Regions from separate parts of the Mus musculus genome. Here all the other regions are linked to region 2. Evidence: chromatin contacts called from public Hi-C and capture Hi-C data. All regions are on one chromosome and are shown on one strand. The core of a region is the stretch at or near the end of the contact, and the rest is flanking DNA. Distances in the headings are between cores, read along the strand shown. Region 1 holds the start of Mrc1 (mannose receptor, C type 1). Region 2 holds the start of Il15ra (interleukin 15 receptor, alpha chain). Region 3 holds the start of Hacd1 (3-hydroxyacyl-CoA dehydratase 1).

Evidence for each region. A called contact is a pair of places that touch in the nucleus more often than the background predicts. Capture Hi-C pulls out chosen DNA fragments and counts their contacts.
Region 1: a contact with region 2 is called in a capture Hi-C map of macrophages, with 4 times the contacts expected there. The contact joins the promoter of Mrc1 here to the promoter of Il15ra in region 2. A contact is called at or near these places in 1 of 39 promoter capture datasets (liver), 1 of 484 Hi-C or Micro-C datasets (B cells) and 1 of 9 other capture datasets (macrophages).
Region 3: a Hi-C map of muscle stem cells shows a contact between it and region 2, with 6 times the contacts expected there. The contact joins the promoter of Hacd1 here to the promoter of Il15ra in region 2. A contact is called at or near these places in 2 of 39 promoter capture datasets (both in liver) and 1 of 484 Hi-C or Micro-C datasets (muscle stem cells).

What each region holds. Positions count from the first base shown.
Region 1 is chr2:14,228,017-14,232,739 of GRCm38.p6, forward strand. It overlaps Mrc1 (mannose receptor, C type 1), which reads left to right and starts at 1,398. Exons shown (of 30, transcript NM_008625.2): 1 at 1,398-1,557. The coding sequence starts at 1,497.
Region 2 is chr2:11,703,190-11,708,034 of GRCm38.p6, forward strand. Il15ra (interleukin 15 receptor, alpha chain) reads left to right here and starts at 2,523. Exons shown (of 7, transcript NM_008358.2): 1 at 2,523-2,755. The coding sequence starts at 2,659.
Region 3 is chr2:14,054,609-14,059,463 of GRCm38.p6, forward strand. It overlaps Hacd1 (3-hydroxyacyl-CoA dehydratase 1), which reads right to left and starts at 1,427. Exons shown (of 7, transcript NM_013935.3): 1 at 1,123-1,427. The coding sequence starts at 1,259.

The DNA.
Region 1 (4,723 bases), core at 148-2,647, 2.5 Mb after region 2:
GAATGGCTTGCATTTAAAAGACCAATTAAAACATTTTTTGGTCAGCAAGCATGATGGGACACACTTATAATCCCAGCTCTCAGAAAGTCAAAACAGAGGAACCAAGAATTCAAGGCCAGCCTGCGCTACAAACGCAAGACTGTTTCGGTGTTCCTGTGATAAGTCAGTTACGCAGTGATTGAAAAGGAAACGTTTGCAGCCTCTCACCAGTTGTGGGAGAATTTTCTTTGTCAGTTAAGCCTTGATAGAATGAAAAAGAACGGTGGGTCCCTTCTCAGAATCTTCCTAATTTAGGCTTTTTAAAAAGAAAATTCTTGAGAGAAACCACAGCTTATTGGGAAATGAGTGTGTACCTGCCTCAGCGTGGATGGGTCTGAACAGCTTTTCACTTGAAGGTAAACCATCTGTTTACAACTTCTAAGTCGCCAGTGTTTCCAGAGCTTCTTTTTGAAACGATGACATTTCCCACGCTCCAGTTTCAGGTCTTCCCTGACTAACCACAAATATCCATTTCTAAATATTCTTAATTCTTGTTGAACGTCTGGAAAAAAAAAATCAGTGTTTAGGTGGGTTGTGTGGTGCTTTGTGAACGACCCTGCAAAATCATGAAGACGAAACCCCACTGTCATCGAATCAACAAGCAACTTTTGGACTCAAGCCAGGCTTTCTTTTGCAAGAGAGAGAGAGAGGTCTTCCCTTTTTCAAACTCTGAGGACTGTAATGGTTGAGGCCTGGCAGCGAACCGACAACAAAGCTATTGCCACTATTTCCTCTGGCTTTCTAAGGAAAGCTGCTAGAACTTTCTATCCCTGGGCTTCATTGAGGTTGTCTTAAAATTAACTTCTGTCATTTTCCTTCTAGAGACAGGGGCAAAACTCTACGTGAACCATACCTTTGATCCTTTCCAAGGAGTGTGTGTGTGTGTGTGTGTGTGTGTGTGTGTGTGTGTGTGTGTGTGTGTTGGTGCTCGGGCTCTAAGCCTGAGCAGGAAGAGCTTCTGATGCTTTCCAGCGAGTGTCCTCCCTTTCTGACTGTAGAATTGTGGGTGAGAGCCTCCACAGCTGCCTCCTGGAGACTTTTTCCCACCCAGATAATGGCCTCCGTTTGGTTACTGCCCAGCACCTGTGGAGAGCTCAGCAGGGCTGCCTCTCCCTGCTGCTCATGGCCTGGGTCCTCACTTCTCCCCACTTCCTGCGTTTTCTCCTCTCCTACACATGTTCCTCTCTCCCCTTCCTCCTGTGCCTTAGCTTACGAAGCAAAGTTGTAACTTTGAATTCCTGTTTTTCTAACCGCCCCCATGTGACAGGATATCTCTCAATTGGAGGGTTTTCCTAAATTCAGGAGTCCTTTAAAAGGGACAGCTTCCTCTGTCCTCCTTTTCAGTCAGGCAGCTCCCAGACCTTGGACTGAGCAAAGGGGCAACCTGGGGACCTGGTTGTATTCTTTGCCTTTCCCAGTCTCCCTCTTCTCCCTCATTGGAAGATCCACTCTGGGCCATGAGGCTTCTCCTGCTTCTGGCTTTTATCTCTGTCATCCCTGTCTCTGTTCAGCTATTGGGTAAGTCTGTTTTGAGGTGGGGGCTTTGCATACCATTTTGTTTGAAGTTTATGCTAAAAGTCCTGTGTACATCTGGAAGAGGAATTGAGCGATCTGTGTTTTTACCTGACCTTCATCAAGCTTGCACTTGGCTTTGACCTGAACACACCAGGGTGGGAGTTGAGCTAGAGTCAGGCGATGCTGTTGCTCTCTGTTGTTAGATGTTGTCCAAGATGAAGCCCCCCAGCACCTCCGTCCTCCTGAGGACATCATGTCTGGGTATTTCTACCTGGTTTGTGCAATGCCTTCTTGTTTTGTTGCTTGCCCTAGTTCTAGTTTCCAGTTTATGCCGTTGCTATCCTACTCCCAATAGATAGCGCTGAGTATCTCGGGTGGGGAAAGAGGAACTTGCAGCCCCTCGTCCTAGATGCAAATTGATAAGGAGAGGACGCGGGGATTCTCACACTCGACTTTTCCCGTGAGCCGTTTCATTCATAATTTCTATTGCTAGAAAGTCCGCCCTTTTCTGCTTCCAGAATTGTTCATATTGTCTCACAGGTGGATGTGTTCGATGCTGAAGTCTGAAAGTGGTTGATATGTCCGTAGGAACAGATCAGGGCTCTTTAGATGCGCAAGGGCATTGCTGAGTCAGCGTTTCTCTGGATTCTTAAGCACCAGTATGGAAGGGACTGGGAGAGTTTGCACTCCCAGGTCTATTTCGAGACTATTTTGGCTTTTCAACACCCTTCACTTCCATCAGACAACTAAAGCCTGCTGGACACAGTTCGTACCCTTGGTCTTAGCCGAAGTCCTGTGGTGACGCTGATGCCAGGAAATTCTCTAGGGAACTGTATGATAAAGATTTTCTCAGTTTTCTTAGGAATGTTTCCCTCCTTGAGACAGCAGGATGCCTCCCTAATGCCGTTCTCTTCGTGACTACAAATACTGGGACAGAGTGTGAGGTCTTGTGGGTCACTTGGTGGACCCAGTTACAGGGACACAAAATGTGAGGTCTTTCAGCTCTCTCTAGAGAGTAAAAGGCGAATATAAATGGGCACAGGAGAGTCCCTTCCAGATCCAGATGTCTTTGTGTTACTTGAGAACCTGTGATTTCTCAGCTCCTCACTGGGGGTTGGATTCTAGACTTGTAATCTGTGGTAGATCCACACCCTCAGACTCTTTTTACCATTTATTTATTTCAAAACAATGTTTTATTATGCTTATTGCATTTTGGTGTGAGTGTGCCATAGAAGTTCATGTGGACGTCAGAAGACATTCCACCATGTGGGTCCCAGGGATCAAATCTAAGTTGTCAGGCCTGGCAGGCAGCACCTTTATCTGCTGAGCCACCTCTGGTCTAAGGGTCAGCTGTGCTCATTTTATCTTCTCTTGGTCTCAATAGCCCAAGTCCCTAAGGATAAAGCCAGAACATTTGCTTAGTCAACAGCTGATTAAAGGACTCCTGAGTTCTCAGGACTGCCTTTCCTGGATCCCCATCAACTCACAAGACCTATGAGAAGATCCTTTGCTACCTGATATACTACAACCCAAGGGAACATTCCAGCCCAATGTCACTGTATGCACTGGGGCACTGATGTCACTGATAGGTTAGCTGTGATTGGAGTCTGTAGAGGTTAATAGAGGAGCTCCCTGGCCCTCCTTGCTCTGCTGTCCTGCTTCTCAGGCATTATTGGCAGTGTTTAAGCATCAGTATATAGGTGGGGAATTATCATTAATGAGAGACATTGGACACTGACCGTGGACTAAGCAAAGAAATATAATTTGGTGGGTTTGGCTCATGGGCAATGGTGTGCTAGTAGACAAAATGACTTTTATTTTATTTTTTTTGTAGGAAAAAACAAAACAGAAAAGACTAGCTGATTCATAGCATTTGCTGATTTTTTTATTCCCATCATGGTTCACTACCAATTACCACTCTGAGGCCATGTAAGCAGAGTTGGAAAGGGAAGCAAGCAACAGACTCTACTTGGTTGGTGCCACAAGGCAACCGGGGCACTTTTCCATATCTTAGGACACAGCAAAGCAGGGTGTCACATGATGCGAAGTTCATTCCTAAGAAAGGAGAAGAAGTCATGCTATGAGGGAAAACCTCAGGCTCATGACTCATTAGCACAGGTGCCATCTTGGATTCTGATGATGTCAATAGGCTTGGGCAGTTAAGTGCTTAGGTTATTGCTTAGCAGGTGGAAGCCAACCCAGGATACCACTCGCTTCCATCTCTGGCTCTCCTCCCTCCTCCCCCCGATTTCTTGCTATAATATCAAGCCAAGTGAGAGCTTTAGATCATCCCTGTTATAGCATGTTGGGAGCTCAAAGTAGATGGGAAGTAGCTAAGCCTTGGTTCTGACACTGATGTCATGCCAGAGCATTTGCCTGGATGTGTATCCCATTTTGGTTTCTTCATCTAATGCACAGAAGAGAATTATTTCAATTGTCCTTTGGCTATTGTAGAATCCATTCTTACAGTCTCTCTTGCAAACTCTGATTTCACCTTACATTCATCCCTTACAACATGAATGCTGAACTTATTTGAACTCAATTTAACAAAGAGAAAACCAAATTTATCCTCCATCCTTCTACATGTTTGCTACTGTGGTCCTTCCCACAGCTTTCTCAGACTTCATGTTGGAAACCCCGTTTTCTCATTTACATGGGACAGATACCTAGGTTAGATTATTTCTAGTTAAACATATTTTATTACATTTTCAATTCTTGTATTACGTCTGTCTGTGTCTGTGTGTGGGCCAGGTCTTGTCATGGCATTCATGTGAAGATCAGAAGACAAGTTTCACAATTTGCTTACTTCCATCCTGGGGATCCCAGGGATCAAACTCAGATCTTAAAGCTTGGGAGCAAGTGGTTTTACACACTGAGCTATCTGGCCAGCCTGAAAATTTAAAATTTAGTATATAGGTTATATATTATATATTTACATATATAATAGATAAATATTATATATATATATATATATATATATATATATATATATATATATATACACAACTAACACATAATGAAGTCAGTGCATAAAGCTGGAGGCCATAGGGTCATCCAGAGCAGAGAGAAAAGTGACATGTCTTACTACATGAGAAACAATTAAGTTTTGAAGACTAAGTGGATTTCAGTAGTTGTGAGCCAGTGACAGCCAGTTCCTGAGCACGGCTTT
Region 2 (4,845 bases), core at 1,273-3,772:
GGTTTATGCAGTATGGAGGATAAGAATTCGGGGACCCATACATGCTGGGCAAACATTCTACCAACTGAAGTATAACCACAGCCTTTTTTATTTTGTTTTAGATTTTTTTAGACAGAACTTGAGGCAGGTTAGAAAGACAAGCAAAATTAAGGGAACACAAGAAGGAGCCCCACACTGGTTAAAGCTTTACCATCTAGGAAGCAAGAATTCCAACCCAAATGAGATCTTATGTAAATGTTACTGACATAGAAATATCATTCCTTTCATGTATAGATATGTTATATTAAAGTAACAATGACCTTGGCTTAAGGCTTGAGAGAGTGTGTGTGTGTGAGTGACCTGGGGTGAGGACTCATTTCTGCCCTGGACATTGTGGGAGAATCCCCAAAAGACTGTTAGCATTGTGTAGTAAGGGTGTCTTGTCTTCCGATGGTCTAAACCATACTTATCAATAAGGTCCTCAACTTCTCTCGGAAGAACATAGCTTCAACATCCAATAAAACTCTCCATGTGACCATTGTAAAGGCAGTGAAATGTGACTCCCTCTTAGAGAACCCCACACCCATCCCTGTTCTAAGGTGTGCTTTAACTCTCTAAGCTCCTCCTCTGAACCCTGAATTTAAAATATCTTTATTATATTTAATCCTGTGCCACATTGTCCAGTCCTGGCACTTTTTCTACATTGAAGCCACAAATTTCAGTTTGGTTTCAAAAAATTAAGGGCACTTATTGAGTTGCTGAGGGTGACACTAGGAAACTATGTTGCTGTCCCCACACAGCACACACAGAACCTCATGTGACCCGAGCTGGCAATGAAGTTGCTGTGTAGTAAGTCTGGCTTCTAGTCCTCTCGACTCTGCCTCCTATGAGCTGGGACTCAGGAGTGTGTACCACCATGCCTGGCTACCTCTCCTTTTTTGATATTTGAAAATGTCCATCATAAAAGGAGTGTTTCTAAGTTTGAAGCACATAAAATGTTGGCATTCATTATACTTTTTAAAAAACGTGTGTGAATGCTGACTATACATTTGTCTGTGTACTGTGTGCATGCAATGCCCAAAGATGAGGGAGCTGGATCCCCTGAAACCAGAATTATGGACAGTGATGAGCACCATGTGAGTGTTGGAACCCAGTACCTTTGGAAGAGCATACAGTTCTCTCTCTCTCTCTCTCTCTCTCTCTCTCTCTCTCTCTCTCTCTCTCTCTCCATCCAGTACTCTTAACCGCTGAGCTATCTCTCCAGGTTTTTCATTGACTATAAGAGACTGGAATATGTGGTTTCTGATCCTCTCTCTGAATTTTTATTGTGTGTATTTCATATTTATTGTGCCAATCTTAAGACTCTTTAGGGAAGAGGGTCAAGTATAGAGCTCACTGTTGTCCACCATGCCTAGGGGATGGGTGACTTCAATCACACGTCATTCCATTCTTTCCAAACAGAATCAGCATGCGTTCTCTCAGTAGCTTCATTATGGTGCCAGATTGTATTTAGGGACCTATAGACTGAAAGGCAGGCGTGTCTGTCTTCTTACGCCACATCTACATATTTAAGGGCGTTTCTGACTGAGCACTCATGTCCGTCTGTCCCCCCACCCCTTCCCCAGATCTGGTCCTCCACAGTATGGGACTTAAAATTCCAGTAAAGTTTTTTTTGTTTGTTTGTTTTTTGTTTTTAATTAATCCACACACTTAGAAGGGGATGTCTTTCTTAGACTCTGAAGAGTTGTGTATTGACTAAAGAAATTATATGTGAGGTACAAAGATGAATAATGTACCTTCCTTCTTTCTTCCTCCTCCTCTTCCTTTCCTCTTCTTCTCTCCCCTCCCCCTCTCCTCCCTCCTCTTTCTCCTCTTCTCCTTTTCCTTCTCTATATCTTTTTCTCTCCCCCTCTTCCTCTTCCCTGTCTTTCCTCCTTTTTCTATTCTTTCCCCTCCCTCTCCTCTTCACCCCTTCTTCCATTTCAAACACTTGGCACTTTCTTGAGTTGGAAAGGTACAGCCGGAAGAAGGCAAAGTGTCCAAGGCCTGGCCACTGCCAGCACCACTGCAGGCAGGCAGCCAGGAGCAGCTGTGTGGAAGCCAGGAGCAGCTTGGAGCCCGAGTGCACCAGGAAAGTGACCCGGGTGTAGAATCGTCCGCCCAGAACTTCCCGTTGGCTGCACTGGGGCGACACCTATGCAGTCGCCCAAGGACACAGAGCACGGACAGTCAAGCTCAGGGCTACTTAGAGGGAAACTCTGAAAGTTGAAATCTGAAGGTCAGCAGCCAGGACAGATGACAAGTGAACAAGGCTGAAGTCAGGTGTGGGCGCAGAGTGGATTCAAAGGAGTTTGCCTCTGCAGGGAAGACAGCATTAAGGAATGAAAAGGGAGATCGCCGGCTTCTACGGGTGAGGGCCCCCGCGCGCGCTTCGGGGGACAGGAGCAGCCCAACTGGGGAGGGGGCGTCACTGCAGGCTGCCGGGGCTTCTTCCAAAGCAGGGGTGGGGATGCTGAGTCACAGATCTGTCACCACTTCGCACCTCTCTGCAATCCGGGGGCTAAAGCAAAAGCGAAAGCGAATACTCCTTAGCAGCGGTCTGGTCCTGGAGCTGAGCTCGCCACCTCCCAGGGACCCCAGCCTTGCGTCCCGTTGGGTCACTGCTGGGGACAATTGGCCATGGCCTCGCCGCAGCTCCGGGGCTATGGAGTCCAGGCCATTCCTGTGTTGCTGCTGCTGCTGTTGCTACTGTTGCTCCCGCTGAGGGTGACGCCGGGTAGGGAGCATCATGCGCCGGAACAGGGGAGCAGAGGGGGACCCCAACGCCCAGCTGAACTTGATTCGTGTGTGTGTGTGTGTGTGGGGGTCACATCTTCTGGGAACTGAGCCAGGAGTCCAGCTGAGAGGATCGCAGTGGGTCTGGGGGTGATGGAGGGAGCTGGGTGGGGGTGGGGGGACACGTGGAGGGAGCCTGGGAGAGCGCAGATAAGAGAGTGGCCCCTTGCCCTGCTCTAGACTGGCTCCCGGACCATACGTGCAAGGGAGTTGAGCGATCCCACCGGCGTTTCGGCGACTTAGGGAGAGCAGGTCTGACAAGTTCGATAAGACTTAAAGAACTTAGAGAAATGTGTGAGTGTGCCTCTGCCAGCCCACCTGGCGCAGCTGTGGGGTGTCGCGCCTGTGGGGTTCCAGGAGGGGCTTGAGGAAAAACCACCCTTCATGACTTTCAGGTCAAAGTAAATTAGATGGAAGGCACTGGGCAAAGTACTGCGCTCCGCGGGAGGAAAAACAAAACAAAACAAACAAACAAACAAACAAAAACCACGTGTGGAGCAGGCAGGTTGCGCATCTGAACGCTACAAAACAGGTCCAGGTTCTCAAGCGCACTGGCAACTTGGGGCCCGGACGATTGGAGAGGAGGAGAGACTGTTTTCCCATGGAAGAAGGGGTGTCACATGTTCCAGAATGTGTCGTCTAGATCTAATCTCGGGAAGAATGAATTGAGACTCCTAGTTTTGTTCCAATAGGTCTAGAAGGAAAGAGCGAGAACAGTTGGGTCTAGCAACGTCCGGACCCAGGATGTCGCATCTTTTTATAAACATGAAATTCTTCAGAGTCTGTTAAAAAAATCTACGTACTCCCTGCACAGAAATGTGTGTGAAAGCACATGCTTGCAAATGTGCACAGGATTTGGGGACCGAGGACAATGACGTCATCCATGGACTTTCCTGCAAGTTAGCAATTCCTTAGCCCTGAGTGTGTTTTAAAGCAAGATTTCCCAGTGATGGGCGTCTGACTCAGTCTCCTTGGAACTTGGTCATAGTTATCCCACACAGACTTGAGCCTGGGGTTGGCTCTGTAGGGGTGTTACGGGGCTTCATTTATTCTTGGGTCCCCACCCTCCATCTGTAAAGCTGGAGTGTGTTGGTAAATTCCTCTTAACTGGATAGCAAAGAATGGTCCTGAGATTTCAGAAATAGCCTGCAGATATTCCAAATAGTCTGAAAGTGAATGTGGTTTCAGTCCAGCTCAGCTTAGAGGAAGCACCTCCTTGCCTAAAGTTCGGGCTCCACTGGTGCCATCAACTGGCACCTGAATCTTGGTTTTAAGAACAGCCTTATTGGGTCATAACTGACTCCAGGAAAACTGCAAATATTTAAGTTGTATGTTTCTTTGTGTTTCAGGATGAAAGTTACACTCTTGAAACTATCACCAAACCAAAGCAGGGTTACACCCATAACTAAGAAGTTCCCTGTGTCCTCCAAAATTCTTATCTCCTGCTCAACTCAGCAACAATTTAACTTTTTTTCCTTTGGATTTGTTGCACTTTCTAGTATTTTCTATAAGTGGAGTTATAAAGCACGCTACTCTTTCTTGTGTGGCTTATTTAGCTCAATCATTATTCTTTGTTCATGTTGTAATTGCATCAACAGTGAACTAGCACCCAGTGTAATGGAGTATTTTTATAATCCCAGCACTCTGAAGGCTGAGGCAGGAGGATTTCTAGTTAAAAGATAGTCTGGGCTATGTACTAAGACCTAAAAGCATAAACAAACAAACAAACAAAGAGATGGGTGGCTACTGAGGAGATGGCTTAGAGGGTGAAAATTCTTGTCATCCAGATCTGAGGACCTGAATCCATGGGAGTGGATGGACAGCACAATATGTTGGGGTGAGAGAGAGGCAGGGCAAAGAGGGGAGAATTCCAGGGGTGTGTGTATGAGGGGGGTGGGGAGGGAGGGAGAAAGAGAGAGAGAGGCTCAAACAATATGGCAGGTGAAAAATGATTCCCTACTCCCTTCCCCCAGTGCTGGGATTATGGGATGTGTGTGCATCCATACCCAGCTAAACTATGACTTATTTTTA
Region 3 (4,855 bases), core at 177-2,676, 2.4 Mb after region 2:
AGATGATCGACAGGAACATTTGTTAAATAGAATCACATTTTTTTACACGTTCACATTTTTTCTATAAGCTTCAGAGACTTTTAAATACTAAAGGTTTCTTCACAATCCTCTAACTTAAAACGTGAGAAGATATTGAGAAAGTAACTCTTTCTAAAGGCAAGACAGCAAAGGACATTTTCATAATGGGTTTCGGTCACAGTAGACCCATAAGTCATTTGATAGCCCTTTGATCCTAACTTCCTACTCACACTAGGTCTGGGGGGAGGCCAGAGATGGGGAGTAGGGTGGGTAGTCGGTAATCTGGAAAGGACAAGGCCAGAAAGATGCTGATTATCTGCCCTGTTCCAGATGTTTCAAACAAAGTCCCAAGTGGGCATTTCTAAGTGCCATGCTTAAAACAAAAACAGTAGGTGAAGAAAAAACAGTAGGTGAAGACACTGCCCAGCAATCCACAGCACCAGGAACCACACGGCCAGGGTCCGGTGCCCACAGCCAGCGGACAGCTCCCGGCTCGGGTGAATAGACCGGGCCGTTTCTTCAACAGCAGGCGGAGGCGGCCGAGCCGCAGTCGCCTGCCCCGTGGGTCGGCCCCACATTCCTGCCCGGGTCTATACTTAACCTCCGGCCCGCGCCCCGTGCCGCCGCGCCACACCGTGCACCGTATTAGGCAATGCCCAGCGAGCGGCGGCTGGCCGCCCCGCCCCGCCCCGCTCCATTCAACCCCGCTACGCCCCTCCCCCACTGCGCCGCGCGCCCCCGCCGCGCCGCGACCACCTAGGGCCCAGCACGCGCGCTCTTGCTCTCTGCGCCCCGGCCACTCTCCCAGAGTGCTCCGATCGCAAGTGGCCGGGCACACGCGCTGTCCCGCTCCATGTGCGCCTACGGGGCCGCGACCCCCAGTTGGCCGACACGCGCGCTCTCGCTCCAAAAGCCCCCGCCACCGTCGCGCGCCTCCGCCTAGACCCCTGACAGTTCCCCCGTGCGCTTCCGTTCCATCCCCGTGCGCGCGCCCTCGACCCCCAGCAGCCCCGCGAGAGCGCGCTCCCCGCGTCCCCGAGCCCGGATCGCTGAGGGACCGCACTGGTGCTTGCGGAGCGTGGAAGGACCTTCGCGCGCACGTACCCGGCCGTCATGGCGATATTGTAGAAGGTGAGCCAGGCGGTGGCCAGTAAGCCTAGGCGTCTCCGCTTGCCGGCGGCTTCCTTCTCGTCGCTGGCCTCGGAGGCGCCGTTGGTGCCGTCCTCCTCACTGGACGCCATGGTGACCGCGCACGCGGACCCGGAGGAGCAGCGCACAGGAGCGGGAGGGGCCGGCTGAGCGCGCCACTGAAGTGCCGCTGCCCGCGGCCGCCGCCTCGGTCCAGCGCTCCATGTGCGACGCGCGGGGGGTCGGCGCCGCCTGCCCGGCCTCCCGCGAGGGGGAGGAGCGCGCCCCCGGCCGCGCGCCCCGCCCCGGCGCCGCCTCTCGGGAGCGCGCGCTCAGGGCCCTAGCCCCGGGGTGGGCCAGCCGGGGTCATGGCTTCCAGGCAGTGTCACGCGGCGCGCTCCCGCGGGAGAGCTGTCCGCACTGGCTGCGACCTCTTCCTAGAGAGACGCGAGCGACGTGCGCCCTGGCAGTGGGTGCCCCGCTGGAGAGCCTTGTCCAGATAGAGCGAGTGCACCCGAGGTGGCAGGGGTTTTGCCCCGAGAGCAGGGTCTCCCTACCAAATGCTCGCTCTCCCGAGTTTCTGGAGAAGCAACTCCGGCCTAGCCTTGCCCCATGCCTTTCATTACTGGGTCAGACGGATGTCATGGGTTCTAGAGATCTGTTCTAAAGGAAGCTGGGAGAAAGGACGTAGGCAAAGAGGGATAGGTGTTAGGATACTGACAGGAAATCCAGCCATGGTGTTAACAAGTTTCCTGTCCTGCTGGGAAGAAGTGCCCAATGGCTCTCCACATTTAATCTCCCCTTTTTCTCTCTTCTTCTCAAGAACCATTCTGGTAATAGCCCCCTTTCCTTTCCCTTTATAGAGTGTGGCTAAGCAAGCAGCCTAGAGTCAGTTTACTGAAATTCAACCCCCAAATTCCTGACTCCACCAGTCTGGGAATTTAGAAGTTTGTGTATGCCTACATTTCTGCAAAAGAAAATAAAATGGTAAACCTCATAGAGAGATAGGGTTAAGGAAATGATCCATCAAAATCAAGTACTGACTTGATACTGTTTGTCAACTGAAGTATGCATATTAGTACTTTTCAGGCATCTTGCTTATAATGAGAGAAAGACATTTTGCAAAGGGCAACACTGTCAGAGGGGAGAAATGACTATAGGTTTGTCCATGAACTCCCCTGGGTGTGCACATTGTTGTGGATGTGAAATGGGAGGATTACCCGTCCAGTTTCAGAAATGTCAGGGGAAGTGGGGTTAAGTAAAACCTTCCAAGTGGAAAGTGTACTAGGGATAAATTTACTAAAGCAGGTGCCGGCCCTGTACACTGAACATTAAATCACTGCCATATGACACAACAGGCCTCTAAATCTCAAAATGTTACAATGTCAGTTCTCTCCAGATGCCAGCAGGTTTTATTTGAAAAGCTAAAACCTACAGATCCATGAACATGTATAGGAAGAACTAGGAGCATGTGCATAGCCTATTTATTATAAACCTCACTATGAAACTACAATGGTCAACCTAGAATAGTAAGCAGAAGGGAATTGTGGACCAATGTGACTGCAGAGTTCAAATACACCATAACCTGAAGCAATTCAGTGTGGGAATTTTAATCTTTTCAATGAGTGGAGCAACTGGACAACCACAGAAAAAATGAATCTTACATCATGGCTATGTGCTAACTTCAAGGTGATCATAGAATTAAACACAGAAGCAAGCATATGAAACAAGAAGAAAACAGAATCTCTGATGTTAGGAAAAAAGGCAAAGACTTCTTAGGTACAACTATCATAAAGAAAGGAAGGAAGGAGGGAAGGAAAGAGGAAAGGAAAGAAGACTTAAAATTTTACATTAAAATGTAAAAATCTATTCCAAAAACAATTTTAAAAGTGAATATTCACCATACATTCAAGTAACAAGAGTATATGATGAGTCTTTATAATTCGATAGGACAGGGGCTAGGAAGAGAGCTCAGCAGTTTAAAGTGCCTGCTGCTCTTCCAGAGGACCCGAGTTTGGCTCCTAGGACCCGGGTCAGTGGTTTCACAGCCCTGAAACTCCAGTTCCTGAGTATCTAATCCACTTTCCTGGCCTCCTCGGGAACCCACACACGGCATACACACAGAAAGACACACCACACACAAGTAAAATAAAGTATGTTTAATTCAATAAAGGAGTCTGCTTTTGTTTGTCTGTTTTTAGCAAATAAGAGAATGTAGAGCACACGGGAAGGAAGAACTCATCAGTGCCACGCTCGTAGCTGCTGGCTTCACTAGGAGTAGGGAAATTTTGAATTAAAGTGGCTAACATTTCAAAGGGCTGGCAAGGGTGTGTAGCAACTGGCCTTCTTCACGGGGCTAAAGAGAACACTGCTTTGGAAAACAATTTATCAATTTATTTAAAAGATCAACACGTTTAGTTGTCATATGGCTGAGCAATTTCCTCCTTTGTATTTAACCAAGGTAAACAAAAACATATGCCCACACAATGAATTAGACACGGGTATTCATAACAGTTTAGTCATAGTAGCCCTAAACTAAAAATAACCCACATGTCCATTAACACATGTATGAGTAGACAAATGGTAGTGTACTCGTTTAGTACGATATTACTCAGCAGAATAAGAAGATGAGCAGCCAGCCAGTCAACAAAAATGAATCTCATAAAGGTTTTGCTGAGCTAAAGAGGCCAAACAACATATGTAATGTATGATTATTTTCTATGAAATTAGAAAGGAAAAAAATTAGCAGTAACAGCATTGCTTGAAGTTATTAATGTCTGTGGGGAAGAAAGACCAAAACTAAACAGAGGCTGTTGTGATTTCTGTTTTCACACCAAGTTAAAATATGTATAAATTAAATATATTAAATATATAAATATACTACATATTTATATATTAAATTATATATAAAGTGTATATTTACAAATTAGTGTTGTCATTAATCCCAATGTAATGGCAGAGGTGGGGTTTGTTCCATGGTCAATAAATCATCTCCCTTCCAAGCACTCCTTTTAAGTCACTTCTTAGCCATTTGGCTGAGATTAGTGCAAACCACAGAACTGGGCCCAAGATTGTACCTCATTTTCACAATAATGATGGTTTATACAAAGTGCAAAATGTAACATTTTGGAAAAATATTAAATACTTAGGAATATGTAACAACAGATTTACTAAGCTATCTCTTTGAAAATGAATAATTTATTGTGTACTAGTTGTAAATAGCTAATATGGATGAGGGGAAATGAGGGTATATCCTCATGAGCAGTATTTTATAAATTTGGGTTTTTATTTATTTTTTAAGTTTATTTATTTGTTGTTTTCCTTTTTTTTTTTTAAGTGTAGGAGTCATGCCAGAAGATCCCTTCATAGATAGTCATAAGCCGCCATGTGGTTGCTGGGACTTGAACTCAGGACCTCTAGAAGAGCAGCCAGTGCTCTTAACCACTGAGCCATCTCTCCAGTCCATGAGCAGTATTTTAGAGTGGATAGGGAAAATAATCTTATGAATAAATTTAAAATATATTCTGTATTTTGGAGTAATAAGATGTGTTAGTTACATAACACCTTTCCTGCCACGGAGTTGATTTAATAATCTCTTTCCTTTTATGGATGTCAAGAAGGCCCCTTAAGGCCTACACAGAATCTAAAGCCTCCTTCACTATGGGCGTGATTACGGAGATTGATAGCCTGAGAGTTGAAAACCAAAACT